Regions from separate parts of the Ovis aries genome. Here region 1 is linked to region 2. A link is a contact called in public Hi-C data. All regions are on one chromosome and are shown on one strand. Each heading gives the region's core, a stretch centred on a gene start, on an enhancer-like site or on the middle of the called end of the contact. The rest is flanking DNA. Distances are from core to core; before and after follow the strand shown. Region 1 has its middle 65 kb from the start of CA13. Region 2 holds the start of CA3 (carbonic anhydrase 3).

Region 1 (4,925 bases), core at 1,434-3,933, 270 kb before region 2:
CTGTGCTTGACTCTCCCAGCCAGAATACTGGAGTGGGTTGCCATGCCCTGCTCTAGGGGTCTTCCCCACCCAGGGCTCAAAGCCAGGTCTCTCGAGTGGCAGGGGATTCTTTACCAGCTGAGCCATCCGTCCCTTACACCACTTGCATGCAAGGGACTGATGATATCATGAATGATGGTTAATATCTATCGAGCCATTGCTTTATGCTCTGTACACAAAGCAACCCATTGGAGGCTCACTGTAAGCCCATGATTGCCATTTTAGAGATGAGAATGCTGAGGGAAACCACGTTAATTGCTTAAAGCATTAGGGCTCCTCAGTGACATTGATAAAATACATTTCCATTAAGTCTAAAACAACCTTGTAAGATTAACCCCGGAGAAGGGAATGCCAGCCCAATCTGGTATTCTTGCCTGGAGAATCCCATGGACAGATGAACCTGGGGGGCTACAGTCCATGGGGTCACAAAGAGTCGGATATGACTGAGTGACTAAGCACAAGAAAAGACCAGTTATGTTCCCCTATCTACCATCTTTCCAGTTGCCTTAACTGTGCATTTTATCCAGCTGTACGTATCTGTGTGCATAGTGTGATGAGTTCCTCTCTACTCGTTTATCATTAAATGAGCATTGTCTCAGAAACGTTTTGCTTGCGTGGCTGTACACTTATTTTAGTGACAACAGGTACGGTGCAGCGTTGGTTTTGCCCCAGCTCCATGGTGCCCTGTGGCTGCCTCAGAGTTGGTCTGTGGCCCCATGCAGAGTGGAGGGTGGGTAGGGGCACCAGCTGGAAGGCCTTGGGTCCTGCCCTTCCTCCTGCTTCACTCTGAGCAGTTGGTATTCAAAAATATCTTCCACCAACTTGCCTATTTAGCTTATATATAATGTTTCAATGAAGATGTTCCTGCTGCTCAACCAAGTTTAAACTAACTATATCATAGCTTATAATTCCTCTAGTGAGCATTCAGATTAGCTGTTTTTTATTGTTATAAATGATACTCTTAAGAACATCTTTTTCTATTTAATTTTTCCCTTTTGCTTTAGTTTTTTTTTCTTTTAAAATATGTAATTTATAATTCCTCTAGTGAGCATTTAGTTTAGCTCCATTTTTTATTGTTATAAATAATACTCCTAAGGGCATCTATGTTTTCTTGAATTCTTTTCCTGTGTACAAGCATTTTAGGCAGTAAGCTTCTGTCTGAGGCAATTTAAAATTTACCCTGCCAACCACAATGTGAGCACAAAGCCAGCCAACTCGCCACCCAAAGGTAACAGTTTTAAAAAACAAAACAACAGCAACAGGCAAAAGCAAGCAAAACCCCAAACAAGCAAACCAAAAATCGACAATGTGAGTTAGTGTATTCAAACTAACCGAATTGAAAAGGCAAGCTGTGCCTCAAACGGGAGGTTGACTGTGGCTCAGCTGCGTTGGCCCAGAAGAATTTTAGCTTGCTGAGAAGCTGTGGGAGGTGGCCAGAGAGTCGGTGGGAAAGCAGCCTGACCCTGAATAAGGGATCTATTGAAGTAGAAGACGGTCAGGAGCCACTCACAAAGGGCTATTCAGGGACTGCAGAAAAGCTGAGAGACCCTGGCCTCCTGGAACTGTGAGGGGCCATCCTAGAGGGGAGTGTGACTTGGAGAACTGGCTTTCCAGAAGATATCTTGCCTCTGAAGTTTAGACCGACAGGATTTAATTGGTGCAGCCCATTCACAGGCTCTACTGGGAAAATGTTAATGCATGTAACGCATGTAGACAGCAGCTTTAAAATATCATTTATCGAAGACAAGGGAAAAAAAAGAGAAAAAAATCACTCATTTTCTTACTTCCACACCAATAACACTCTGACCATTTTGCCTTTTTTAGTATTGAGACAATGACCCTCTAGCACATCTTGCTTTTATCAATTTTTGATAGTTTGTTTTACTTTTTATAGATCAGATAATGCAGTGAAAAACTGAAGGTATCAAGTTCCAAATTTGCAGAAACTTACGATGTATTTTATAATGTGAAGGATAAAGGCTATTTTTTTTTTTTTTAATCCAAAACCTCTAGTTTACTTTCCTTAGTGAAACAGAAACCCTCCAGCTGGCATCTCTTCCTGCAAGCTCAGCAGAGAGAACGGGAGGAAAAATTGTTCTATTTTCTCACCTCCACATGACATCATCCATGGCAGGGTAGTGGCAAATGGTTGAAGCATGTTGCACAGTGCCCTGTGGTGCTAATCTCTCTTCTCATAAAGCAGAGATGTGCAGTCTATGGTGTCACACAGAGGCAGGATTAAGGGTGGAGCAAACAAGGAAAGAACATGCCTTTTTTGTTACATAGGTGAGCAAAGAGTCGCCAGGATTTTGACTAGCAAAAGTCATGCGTTTGCCGTTTTGCACAGAGAACTCCGTTTTAAGTTTGGCTCTGTGGGATGCAGTGGGGACTGGAGCAATGGGGCTGTTGAGTGTCTGCCCTTCACAGCTTCACCCAGAGCCGCGGGCTGGGACATGTGTTTGCTCCGGGTCAGTGCTTGATGGTCCTCACCGCCCCTTCTCTTGCCCTCGGCCCGACAGCCTCCCCTCTGTACTGATCACTTCTCTGCCACGCAGACCTGCCAATTCTTCCCCAGCTGCACACCTCTGATGGGGCCGCACAGCTGACAGAGTGGAGTCTTAGCATCAAGGGTTTTTGCCTTCAAAGGCTGCACTCTCTGCCTCCAACCCCTTTCCAGCCTCATTTCCTGCCACTCAGTGGCAAGCACCTCTCTCCCACTCCCAGCGTCTGGACTTTCCAGACAACTAACTTGCCGAGCTCTAAGCAAGCCCTGTTCTGTGCTCCTTTTGTTTGGGCTCATGCTTTTTTTCTTTGCCACTAGATTCCTTTTCTCCATTCCTTTATCCTTTAAGGACCAGCACAAGCAACCTCCTCTCAGAATCCTTCTGTGAGCATCTCTGTCTGCTGGCAGAACTAAGAGCTTTTTCAACTCTGCTTCAGTCTGTTTCATTTGCGGCCCTGGTTCACCTTTTAACACAATTCTTTGTATTTGTCTCTCCCACTGCTGGCCTCCTGCCACTCTTCTGGGGCAGGGGCTGTGTCTGTTTCATGATTTTATCCCCAGTTTTAACAAGGTATCAGACACATAGTGCTTGCTGAATGCTTTTGGACAAACTCATTCATTTATAAATAGGTTATAGTTACTGGTGAATTAATAAAAAGTAAAGGTTTAGTTCAGTCGCTCAGTTGTGTCTGACTCTTTGCAACCCCATGAACCACAGCACGCCAGGCCTCCCTGTCCATCACCAGCTCCCGGAGCTTACCCAAACCCATGTCCATTGAGTCGGTGATGCCATCCAACCATCTCATCCTCTGCTGTCCCCTGCTCCTCCTGCCCTCAAACTTTCCCAGCATCAGGGTCTTTTCAAATGAGTCGGCTCTTCACATCAGGTGGCCAAAGTATTGGAGTTTCAGCTTCAGCATCAGTCCTTCCAATGAACACCTTACCAAGAATTGGTGTTTATTCAACCGTTCTTTCCTGGTCCCTACTATGTGTAGGTCGTTGTGGTGGTGCTAGTGGTAAAGAATCCACTTGTCAATGCAAGAGACATAAGAGATACAGGTTTGATCCCTGGGTTGGGAAGATCTCCTGGAGAAGGGAACGGCAAATCACTCCAGTATTCTGGCCTGGAGTATCCCATGGACAAAGGAGCCTGGCAACCTACAGTCCATAGGGTTGCAAAGAGTCAGACACAAATGAAGCAACTGAGCACATAACCATTCTTTCCTGAGTCCCTACTATGTGCCAGGCATTGTGATGAGCACTGGTATTGGAAGCTGACTAAGACATCACTCCTGACCTGAAAGGGTTCACAGCCTTGTGAAAGAGATGACCGTATAAGTGTGGAGTCTATTCATTTACTTGTTTTGTAAAATAGAAAAATGTTCTTACACTTGAATTTTTTTTTCACCATGAATTTAGAGTCAGAAATGGCATTTTAAGAGTGTAAGTACCAAAAACATATAAACTATATTTAATTTCTGGGCTGTACTACTCAGAAAAAGATATATTTATGAGTAATTCCTCTTTCTTTTATCAGCAAGAGCACAGTGCTGGGTGTTTGTACTGCCAGGGAGAAGAGTAGTGGTGCTAGAAACACAGAAAGAGAGAGAGAGAGACACGGAGAGAGAGAGTTTCTGTCCTTCACTGCCAGAGCCCTGTTGAGATTCTCTACTGTTCCAGAAACACTAGCAGCAAGCAACTGTATCTCCCCAAACATCCCTGGCCTTCTCCTGGTAAAGTGAGAATTTAACAAGATAACTATAAAAGAGTCTTACATCAGGCTTTGCTTTCAGTGGAAGCCGGTCTCACAGGCTAGCAGGGAGGGCTTGCGAGAGGCTTCCTCTCGTTGGTCAAGCGACACGGGGAGTCCCAGTTATTAATGACCCATGACATATGAAAGGACAGCCCGAGAGACTCAGCTGGCATTTAGGAAAGGTCACAGGTTACTATAAAAGGAATTATGACATAGCAATCCCACTCCTGGGTATGTATCTGAAAACAAAACAAAACAAAACCAAAAGCACTAGTTTGAAAAAATGTAGGCTTCTTGTTGCAGATACTCAGCCTCTGTTCACAGGTGCTGAGTAGAAACCCAAGGTAGAGTTTTGGGTAAAGTGGGAAAGAGTTGCTTTTATCGCTTTGCCAGGCAAAGGGGGCCGCAGTGGGCTAACGCCCTCCAGGCTGTGTCTGGAGGGGGCGGTGAGGGTTTTCATAGCATTACAGGGGCAGAGCGTGATCAGCTGGTGGGCAGTCCTTGCGTTGATTGGCAGCAAGGTGGCGTTCCAAGCATTACCAGCCTTCTGGTGCCAGCCAGTCTAGGGTTTGCTCTTGTCAGAAGTTTCCATCTGGAAGGGGGTCTGCTGCCTGGAAAAACAGCTTTGGA
Region 2 (5,111 bases), core at 456-2,955:
TAGTTACCAATCCTCTAACCATATATAGCAGAAAAAGAGGAATGGAAACAATTTAATGAATTGGAACAGGATCATAGTTTACTAATACAGATAATTATGTAGAATATAACCTCCATTAACTACAAACTACAGCAGCACACAACTAATCACATTAAAGCAGAAAACTGGCCCAGATATGCCAACTCAGTAGCCTTTCTAATCCAACACTGACATAATTGAGCTCAGAGGCTAAGAGCACTTGCATTGCTGTTTGCCTGGATTTTCCAAACCATGTCAGTTCTTGATTCAGCGCCGCTATTGTGTGGATCAAATAATCCCTGGGCACAAAAATACGCTGGGGGAGTGACTCCCCTGGCGTCCAGGTTATGAGTGCAGTCAGTCATTCCACATGCCTTAGGCGTGAGCTATCTTTACCATGATAAGATATTTCCTTTTCAAGTTTTGTAATCCCCAAACACAAGATCCTAACATCAATAAAAGTCAAAGAAATTTAAAAAGTGTTATGTTACAACCCTGTTCAAGACAGCACTGAAAATAGGTTTATCTCTTCTTGCTGCCTGTTCTTTTTTAAATAAAATTAATACTGACCTGGAACCAAAACATATTGTTCTTTTACAATGTATTCTCAAAATTGTAAATATCTACTACTCTGGTTCTTTGATGTGAACTACAACCAGATATTTACAAATACGTCTTTGACATGTGCACACTGCGTATACCAGTTCTATTCTCTTTTTGCATGGGTCATCAAGCTATAAAACAAGTTGGGAGGAGGAGAAAAAAAATACAAAGCAATTTTGGAAAAATTTCCCTCTCTTTTCTTCGAATCTTTCACTATGCCTTGGAAAATAAGGTCATACATTTTAAACAATATCACTCCCTTTATGTTCCTGACTCTCCAACACTCCAGAATGTTCTGGACTTCTCGTGAGCAGAGGTACAGCTCACCGAGTCGGTGGATCAGAACGAGGCTCCTGCTCCTCAGTAACCTGGGTCCAGTCCTCACCTAGATTCGCGAGAGCCAGCCCCCGGCGTCCTGCAGACCGAGGGGACCCGCGAGGTCAAGAAACGTCTGGTTCCAGGGACCTGGCACCATCTCTCTCTTAAGGATAACGGAGTTGAGAGAACCTGCCCTCCTGCCTGCTTTTTCCCATCCTTTGTGCCTAGGATTTTGCAAGTTGCCTGCGAAGGAGTCAAACATGGGTCAGGCAAACGTGTTCTTTCCAGCCACAGTAACCGGATCGCTGGAGTGAAATCAACCCGCAGAAGCATCCAGAGACCGCAGCCAGCCAGACAGGCAGCGCTGAAAGCAACTTCCAAGCAAGGCTGCAAGCGCCAGCCCTCGGGGCGCAGCTTTCAGTTTGGAGGCGAAGCGCAAAGGCCGCCCCTCACCCCACAAAAAAAGGTGGGGGGCCTTGGAGGAGGGGGGCCGAGAGGGCCGGCCTCTGCACTTCGGCTCTAGGTTAGGGGGGCCTGGCGCTTTGGGAGCCGCGAGGGAGCCCCCCTTCCAGGGCCAGGGGGCGGGGACCCGTCTCCCCCCATCCCGACAGCTGTCCAGCCCGTGGAATTCATTGGCTTCCCCCAGCCCGCCTCCCGAGCACCACCCGGTCTCTTTAGCCCCCCGCCCACCCTCGCTGACCTAATAAGGCCATGAGGGAGCGAGGGGGCCCGGCATAAAAGGGGCGCCGGCGGGCCGCGCACGGCGGGAGCGGAGGCAGCGCCCGGCACCGCCATGGCCAAGGAGTGGGGCTACGCCGACCACAACGGTGAGTGTCCGGCGGCCCGCCGGGGCGCGGGGGTCGGGGGCGCTCCCCCCGCGCCCGGCCCTTCCCTCGGACCCCGCACGGCAGGCCGGCTCACCTTGATCGCGTTCATCTGGAGCGGCTGGTATGCCCACCGCAGGAACCGGTAACGTGCCCAGATCTCAGTGCCTCTGACGGAGAAGCCCACCCACCCAGGGCCGCTTCTGGGGGTCCCCCTCTCTCGGAGACTGGCTGGGCAAGCTCTTCACCTCTCTGAGCCTGGTGTTGGTACGAGCTGCTCTGCCTGCAGTTTCTGCCTCCACAAGGGGAAAGGGATACGGAGATGCTCTGAAACCCACTTGGGGCAGTGCTGTTTGATTCCAGCTCTATGATAGGAGAGGGCATTGGTGAAACATTCGATGAAGTTCACTTCAAAAATAAGTATTTTAGGCTGTATTTGAGCCAATACAGAAACGCTTTGGGGAAATACACACAGAGTTAAACATAGCCTTACAGGTATGCTATTAACAACACTATGAACAGGTCTTTGCCCCCAAGCCTTGTATTGCCCAATCTGATATCCAAGACCTTTTCATAATCACTGCCCAGCCTCCGTGTATTTTGCTGATTTAGTCACTTAGAGAGAGGACTTTGATTGCGCCACCAGATAAATGAATCCCCTCAATTTGATTTCCTAGGTCCTGACCATTGGCATGAACTTTACCCGATTGCCAAGGGAGAGAACCAGTCGCCCATTGAACTGAACACTAAAGAGATCAGCCACGACCCTTCCCTGAAGCCATGGACAGCATCCTATGACCCAGGCTCTGCCAAAACCATCCTGAATAATGGGAAGACCTGCAGAGTTGTGTTTGACGATACTTATGACAGGTCAAGTAAGTATGACACCTAGGTAGAGAGGACATTTTCCATGGCTGTATTGGCAAAATGTGATTTATGTCACAGCAACAGAATCGGTGGGACAAGGGGGCACTTCTTATCTGAAAATGGAGATGACACTTGACTTTGTGCTCGTCTGAAGGATTATATTTATTCAGTGAAGAAGAATGTCTCACTCTTTAACCCCGGTCACGCTGGCTGCTCCAAAATGGCCCAATGCCCAAGCTAAAAGTTGGCAGTGTACCCCTGAAATGAAGCTTAGTAGAGAGGTGCTGGTAATGAGTCCAAAGCAGTGTTCTTTGGGCTCTGATGTCTATACTTGAGGGGGGTTTTGCATCCTAACGAAGATGCAAGGCTGGAGAGCAAGGCCCACATTCTCAGATGTGGCATAGATTCCATCCTGCAGAGCAAGAAATGGCCAAGAACCAAGTAGGTATTCTCTTCTGCTGGTGTGGGGGTGGGGCCAGTCCGAGGGAGAGAGCAGACCCATGGCAGAAGCAAGAAGACGGGCCTTCAGTGGGGCTCACCTGATTAATCATTTTGGTATTTTGGTGAGGGGTTTTGAAGACTGACAGTTTCTCCTTGAGTTCTGATTTGTTTCTGTCCGCGGGGTCACAAAGAGTTGGATGCCACTGAGTGAACTGAACTGAACAGAACTGAACTGAAAATGGAAAGTCACATGCTTTAAAAAAAAGTCTATTTCATTTATAACCATTAAGCAAATCAGTGAAATAAAAGAAGGCTAATTAGAAATACTTTATTTTACTGTGAATGAGGTAAGAATCTACCTTTAGCATTTTGGTCCTTGAAATACAATGTATATTTTCCTATAACCACATTTGTAAAAAAGTTAAAATTATCCTTACTGATGTACATGAATGAATATTTTCAGTGATCCTGTAATTAAAGAGTAATAGCTATAATTTCTACCTACTAGCAGGTTCCAGGTAAGGAATATCATAGACATGTATATTCTTTACATAATTATCTCATTGGTATCTGTTATTTTTTTCTCCATTTAAATCAAGTTCCATTCTGAAGGATGAGTAATAAAATTAAACGGGAATCTCTTAGGTTGAATCACATGAAGAAGCCGTTTTGTAAGCAAATATGATTGAATGTTGACACTTTCATATGATTCATCCTAATAAATTGGACTCATATCACTGAATTATAACGGTTCTTAGTGGATGGTAAAAGTGCAAAGAGCAATTAATCAAACAGAAAAAATGGACAGAAAAAAAACGCAATTAAAACACTCATTTCTATGTGAACAAGCTCACCTAGTCTCGTTCTCTCAGTTTAGACCTGTCTCATGACGTTCAGTCTGCCATTTCAGCACCAATAGTTGCTCTGTCTTCTCTAGAATGGCTATCGTCTGAATTCTATTTTGATCTAGCTTACATTGGTAAATTTTGACTTTAGGGCTTCTGTATAGTTTCAATATCCTTTAGAAAATATTTGAACTTCTAAATCACTCTCCAGGCTAAATGAAGTGAAACCGAGTTCAGTGCCCAGTTGAGATATTTGGACAACAAACTCATATTCATACTATGGAGAATCATCTCGTTTAAGGGTCAACATTGATTGATTCCCTGGGAAACCTCAGAATTTCTCATTCCATCTCATTTGAATAAACACAGTCTGAATTAGCTGTGGATGTGAGCTCTTGTCTGTAGTCTTGAAGAAAAGTGTAGTTGGAGGCAAGACACGGAGAAGGAATTCACATTTGCTCAGTGACGACTGTGCCAGGCACTGTGATGAGCAGTTTAAAGTCCTTAATCTCATTTAATCCTCACAGCAGCTCTGAAAGGTTAGTATTATTATCACCTTTGGCGAGATGCAGAAACAGGTTCAGAGAAGTTTAGCAACTTGCCTGAGATCACACAACTCGCAAGGGATGGGGTTGGGATTGGACCCTGAGTCTGCCCAGCTCTTAACTGTCCTGTTCTCCCCAGTGCAGCCCACAACAGATTTTGATTTTGATTTTAGGGTTTAGTTGTTTTCATTGCCCATCTGCTGGCTTAATTTTATTTTCATGCATGTGAAATTGACATGTAAAAAATCACAAAACAAGCGAACACAATCAGAAAGAGAAAAGAAAGCATTTATTCTGACCCACCCCAAGGCTTCACTTTGTGAGAAAGAGACCAGTGTACTTGGGAATGCCACCACCAGCCCAGCCCATCAAGCTTTGGCTCTAAGGTAGCTGTTTAAAGCAGGGCTCTGTCCAAGAAGTGCGAGCTCACTGCTGACCTAGCTTCTCTGACACGCAGTGCTGAGAGGTGGTCCCCTTGCTGCGCCCTACCGGCTCCGCCAGTTCCACCTCCACTGGGGCTCCTCGGACGATCACGGCTCGGAGCACAGCGTGGATGGAGTCAAGTACGCAGCAGAGGTAAGGGGACCTGACCAGACCCACTCTGCCTCTCACCCAGCGAGAGCTGAGCTGAAAGGTCGAGACGGAAGAGC

The links. Hi-C and Micro-C count contacts between places; a contact is called where the count stands out from the background.
Region 1: a Hi-C map of hypothalamus shows a contact between it and region 2, with 7 times the contacts expected there. The contact joins the enhancer-like site here to the promoter of CA3 in region 2. A contact is called at or near these places in 2 of 16 Hi-C or Micro-C datasets (hypothalamus and muscle).

What each region holds. Positions count from the first base shown.
Region 1 is chr9:90,264,074-90,268,998 of ARS-UI_Ramb_v3.0, reverse strand. No RefSeq gene overlaps it. Among named protein-coding and RNA genes, the nearest start is that of CA13, 65 kb to the left of the region's middle. Within about 2 kb of position 2,683, at least 5 of the 54 cell types and tissues checked have an H3K27ac peak or open chromatin away from gene starts, as enhancers often do. A contact at or near this core is called in hypothalamus, where this site is marked.
Region 2 is chr9:89,996,653-90,001,763 of ARS-UI_Ramb_v3.0, reverse strand. CA3 (carbonic anhydrase 3) reads left to right here and starts at 1,705. Exons shown (of 7, transcript XM_015097942.3): 1 at 1,705-1,766; 2 at 2,441-2,638; 3 at 4,919-5,037. The coding sequence starts at 1,733. LOC132657233 (a long non-coding RNA gene) reads right to left here and starts at 2,065. Exons shown (of 2, transcript XR_009595096.1): 1 at 1,861-2,065.